Linked DNA regions of Mus musculus: region 1 is linked to region 2. Evidence: chromatin contacts called from public HiChIP or PLAC-seq data. All regions are on one chromosome and are shown on one strand. Each heading gives the region's core, a stretch centred on a gene start, on an enhancer-like site or on the middle of the called end of the contact. The rest is flanking DNA. Distances are from core to core; before and after follow the strand shown. Region 1 overlaps Rai1 (retinoic acid induced 1). Region 2 has its middle 29 kb from the start of 1810063I02Rik.

Evidence for each region. HiChIP or PLAC-seq counts read pairs in DNA pulled down with a chosen protein or histone mark.
Region 1: an Esrrb HiChIP or PLAC-seq map of embryonic stem cells shows a contact between it and region 2, with 14 times the contacts expected there. The contact joins two enhancer-like sites.

Annotation. Positions count from the first base shown.
Region 1 is chr11:60,159,714-60,162,413 of GRCm38.p6, forward strand. All of the region lies in intron 2 of Rai1 (retinoic acid induced 1), which reads left to right. Among named protein-coding and RNA genes, the nearest start is that of Mir6921, 40 kb to the right of the region's middle. Within about 2 kb of position 1,253, at least 28 of the 459 cell types and tissues checked have an H3K27ac peak or open chromatin away from gene starts, as enhancers often do. A contact at or near this core is called in embryonic stem cells, where this site is marked.
Region 2 is chr11:59,890,727-59,893,426 of GRCm38.p6, forward strand. No RefSeq gene overlaps it. Among named protein-coding and RNA genes, the nearest start is that of 1810063I02Rik, 29 kb to the right of the region's middle. Within about 2 kb of position 1,350, at least 45 of the 459 cell types and tissues checked have an H3K27ac peak or open chromatin away from gene starts, as enhancers often do. A contact at or near this core is called in embryonic stem cells, where this site is marked.

The DNA.
Region 1 (2,700 bases), core at 3-2,502, 270 kb after region 2:
GGAACCAGGCTCTCCTCATTGGGTAGGGCCAGCACTGTGTCTCCACCTCTTCAGTCCTAGCTAGGACTGACTATAAACTCTCCTGGCTCCTCTTGTGGATGCTGGAGATTTAACTCTGGTCTTCGTGCTTTCACAACTTTGCTGACTGAACGACCTCCCCAGACCCCATCTCAGGTTGGAATAAAAATAACCACTTGGAAAATAAAATGACACATTTGAGTCTTCGGCCTCCAGCAGGTCCCTTTACCATATCTTTCCTGGGCTCTGGGTCCAGATTTAAGTTGGAGATACTCTTGAACACTTGGAAATTGGAGAAAAGTTCTTGATCTTCTGCAGAAACATATGCTTGTGCATGTACACAACTTTTCATTTGATTTCGGGTAATCACCACACCCGGGCTGGGTGTTGGAAGGTGGGGAGACCTGTGTGTGGACAGACTGCCGCGCTGATAAGAAGTCTGTGGTTGTACATGTCGTACACTGGCCTCTGTGCATGGCTGGCCCCTGGAGTGTTTTGTACAAAACCATGTGGCATACATCTGGCCATCATCTTCCCTTCTCCTTTTTTATAACAGCTCAGGCTGTGACACTGATGAAGTTATGAGAATTATGTGTACACCAGTGAAGAACAGTCCTACAAATTGTGCCATTCACCCTGTCCATTAGGCTCAAAAGGACTGTCCCCATCTTGCTGAGGACCAAGGGAACCTGGGGCAGATTGCTCTGGACTGAGATGCAGGGCCAGGTGCTGCCTGTTTTTTCAGGTGGGGACAGTTGGAGGAGTGTGGGTCATGGCCTAGGCTAGCTCTGCCTTGTCAGGCACAGAGAAGGCTCAGTCTAGGTGGGAACTGTTCCCACCTGTACAGGCAGGTGTGAAGGGTGTGAGAGCACCTGAAGCCAGCATAGCACTGGGTGTCTGCCAGCAAAGCAGCCTGGCTACAGTGCCTCAGCCTTGACCTATCCGCTGCTGTCAGGAAGTGCAGGGCCTGCCCATGCTCCTCTCATCTGTAACCCCTTGGTCTCTGAGGCTTTTCCAGGCAGTGGGACTTCAAGCAGAGTCCTTTTGCAGCAGACTCCCTGGCCAACATGAAGATGTCTCCAGCAGCAGCCTCTGCCACTTGTAGCTAAGCAGGGGAAGTTGGACTTGCAAGTTGGCTCCATGGAGCCTGTAATCAGCCCTGCAAGGCCCCTGCTGTGGGCACCCTTAAGTGCTGCTTCCGGAGCCTACTTGAGATACACCTGCTTGTGCTCAGAAGAGAGGCAACAATCCACCAAAACAACCCCAGGTGCCGGCAGGAGGGGTCAGGACTCAGATTCCCTTCTCATGGTCCAACATTGTGTGAGGTCTGGTGCAAGCTTCCTCAAGTTTTAGTGTCCTTGGAGGTGCATGGCCCCAGGGCTTTCCCTCCCAGGGCCTCTGATGGATGCCATCGTTGGGAGAGGAATGAGCTCCTGACTCCTTCCTAAGCCTCCTCCTTCACTGTGCCCTCATCTCTTTCTTTCCAGAGACATTATAAATCAAACGGCTTAGAACGTAAGGCATCAAAAATTCTGAAACCTTCATCTATTATTAACGCTGACAGTAAATTCCCCCTTCGAGCATTTTACATAGCAACTGTTACCAAGACTCACGGGTAGAGCTGCACTCAACCACCAAATCCTGGAGGCTCCGGGCGGATGGCTGGGCCAGCCAGTTTCTGGGCCATACTTGTTGGCCACCTGAGCACCTGCTAGCCTCTCCAGCTGCTGGTGGGGAAGGAAGGATCTCTTAGCTAAGGAAACAGCTGATGTCCTGCTGAAAGAGGGTCCCAGCTGCTTTTGCTGATCTCTGCTGCAAGATCCTCACAGACCCCAGCTCCAGGCCAGAGAAAAGGCCCCTGAGGCTTTCTGAGGCCATGCCTGGGGGTAGGGATAGGGTCTGAGAGGGAAGACAGGAAAAGGCTTCAGAGATGCTAAGGGTTGTGCAGATGTTGTTTACAGACTCACCCACCTGTCAGCCAGACTTTCCTGAGTGACTGTTTGTCTGCAGGCGGTATCTAAGCACCAGGGATTTAAAACAAAGACAAAAGGCCTAGTCCCTGTCGAATCTGGTTTGGTAGGAGACAGTGGTGTCAAGCTCTAATTGCAGTGGAGTACAAGAATCAATGTGTGTACCAGGAACCCACTCAGGGAAGAGGGACAGGCAGAAAAGGATGGGGTGGAGAGTGGCTGCCCAGGGTTTGAAAGGATGAATAGGATCTGTGGGTTTTCAACATAACTGGCATATGCTCAGGTTCCGCAGCAAGCATTAGCCCAACATTTGTTGCAGATGGATCTATTGAAGAAGGAGCTAGAAGAGAAAGCAGGAGAGGCTGTTAGAACTTAGAATGTAAAGCAGTGGTGTTTGTTAGGTAGCCCTGGGAGCTGTGGGAGGGGAGCTGCCGGGACATTGTACTTGCTTGTTACTTTCATTGCACAGATGAGGAGAGAAGGGTCTGCAAAAGCTTAGGCAGGCCCTTGCTACATGCCCAGCCCGTGTTGGGTAGAGCAGTGCAGCCTTGGTTTAGTTCTGATAAAGGCCTGGACCATGTGGGTCTTTCCTGGAGCAGAATGACCAACCAAGGAGGACCTGTCAGAAACCAGGACAGGGGCTTGGGAAATAGCACGGAGTAAAGTGCTTACCATGACAAGCTGGCAAGGTGGTGGAAACGTGTGATCTCAG
Region 2 (2,700 bases), core at 100-2,599:
CCGCCATGGACCACATGGGTCGTGATGGATCACATCCCCTTGAAAGTGAGCCGAAGTAAACTGCATCTTCCTTGAGTTGCTTGGTCATGGGATGTAACGATCACAGGCACACATGGGCACGTGCAGAATGGGGGAGAGACTGGTGGGTGCTTAGAGCCCGGGGTGGGGGAGCAGAAGGGCAAAGATTCTGATGAGCTTATGAAAAGTTCCAAAATTTACCTGTTGTCTACATGAAGGATGTTGACACACACGTCTATGTCATTTCTTTTCTCCCAGAGCTCAGCTTTGACCCAGAGCTCTAGGCTTGCAAAGAATGTTCTCTGACCATGAGCCGAGTCCTCTCAGCCTCAAGTACGCACTTTAAGCAAGACAGTGACACGGTTTGGGAATCGTCACACATCGCTGTTCTGGTGTGGTGGTACAGGCATGTAATTATCTCAGTTTCTTGAATGGCTGAGGCAGGAGGATTGTTTAAATAAAACAATTGCAAGATGGCTCAGCAGGTAGAAACACTTGCTGCCAAGATTGACAAACCTGAGGTTGACTACTGGCATTCACATTGAAAAGAGAATCAACTACTGCAAGTTTCCCTCTGGTCTCTATAGTCATATATATATTATTTTATCTTTCTAGTGTTTTGTTTTGTTTTGTTTTGTTTTTTGAGACAGGCTTTCCCTGTTATGTGGCTCTGGCTGTCCTGGAACTTGCAATCTGGCACCAAACTCACAGAGATCTACCTGTCTCTGCCTCCCAAATGCTGAGATTAAAGGTGTATATTTATAATAAATAAATATCTTTAAAAAGGGCTTCTGATCTCCCATGTGGCTCCACCCCTCTCCCGTCCTTCAGATGGCCCCACCCAACCCCTGACAGCCAAAGCAGCTGTGTCCCTGGGATGCATGCACAGATCGGCAGGACTGCAGAAAGCCTGCGGTCGGGAGCCAGGGAGCTGTGCATCAGCAGTCCAGTCTTCGTCTGACTGTTTTCCTCTATGCCTGTGGTTCTCAACCTTCCGAATGCTGCAACTCTGTAATACAGTTCCTCGGGTTGGGTTGACCCCGACCATAAAATTATTTTGCTGCTACTTCATAACTGTAATTTTGCTACTGGTATAAACTGTAACATAAATATCTGATCTACAAACCCCCAGATTGAGAACCGCTGCTCTACACCATAGCAGACAGCCTAGAAAACCTCTTTCTGATGATGTTATTGGACCTCTTTGCCATTTCTCTCTCTTGTTCAAAAGGCTGAGCAGTAGCCCTGCCGGCCTCTGGCAGCACTGAGGGCTGTGAACTGCCAGACAGCACAGAGCAGTGGGAAGAGAGGCCTGGAGCTATAAACTGGTGGAGAGATCCATACAGTTGCCATGGCTGCTGCTCCCGCTGCCCGGAGAGCTGCTTACCCTGCTGGCTGAGGGCTGATGACTCTCACTGCCCGGGGCAGCTAGCGTTAGTTACTTTGTTTCATGATTTCTATGAGATGAACAGAAGAAATTTCAGCCAACTGCCAATAATCCCCCTCCCTTGCTCTGTCCTTTCTCTCCCTCTGTTCGAGGGAGTCATGTTAGATCTGAGGTCGATGACTCCTCATAGAAGTCCGGATGCCAAGAAACATTATTTGGTACACCTGCCCAGAGTGACCTCCCACAGAGCAGTGTGGCTGCCCTGATGAACCCTGTGCTTGGTGGCAGCAGAGTTTCCAAGGAAGTAACTAACAGAGAGAGGCCAAAGGGAAGTCATATCCTGGTTTCCTTGTGGTAGTAGAGGCCCAGGCAAATGGGAAAACAGCCGGTGGGGAGATCCAGACTCCCCAGGAGCCAGACCCTCCCTCAGCAGGCGTCAGCTGAGAGTGGATGTCAGATCAGTTCCTCATCATCCCAGCTGACTCACTGGCTGTAACGGCTATGCCTCCAAGAGGCTATTTGCCTGGGGCACTAGAAACTCATTGTCTCAAGTTTGATTTTTGTTTGACCGACTGAGATGGCTCTTGGTTGTCAACTTGACTATTTCTGGAATGAACTACAGTCCAGAAGTGGAGGGCTCACCTGTGATCTGGGTCTGAGGTAGGAAGACACATGCCTTTAAGCCAGATCCTGAGGCGGAAAGGGCTGCACCTTCTGCTGGAAGCCTATATAAGGTCATGGAAGAAGGACTTTTTTTTTGGTTTGGTTGGTTGGTTTTGTTTTGTTTTTCTTTGACTGCTTGCCCTTGCCTTACTAGCACATCCATTCCTTTATTGGCATTGGAGCCTATTTCTTCAGGTTTCCAGTACAGAAGCCCAGATGAGATGCCCAGACTCGCAGGACTGAGAAACTGCTAGATTCTTGGACTTCATGGCTAGTCATTGCTGGCTTCGTTAGACTGCAGCCTGTAAATCATTCCAATAAATTTCATATAGATGGGGGGGGGGTGAGATGAGATTCATTCCATAAGTTCTGTGACTCTAGAGAACCCTAATACAAAATCTTTGCCCATCTGTCTACAACAAAACCACTATTCAAATCCACCCTCCTATTGCCCCACCCTCCCATTGTCCCTGGGAATGTCTGATTCCCAGAACTGGGGTTGTTGCTGGGTAAAGGTGCAGCCGCTCCTCTCAGGAGCCCAGAAAGTCTCTCTGGTTTTGGACCACACAGGGGGAGGATGTTCATGGAATCTCAAGGAGGCTGCAGAACCTGAACCCGAGTGTCACAGTCTG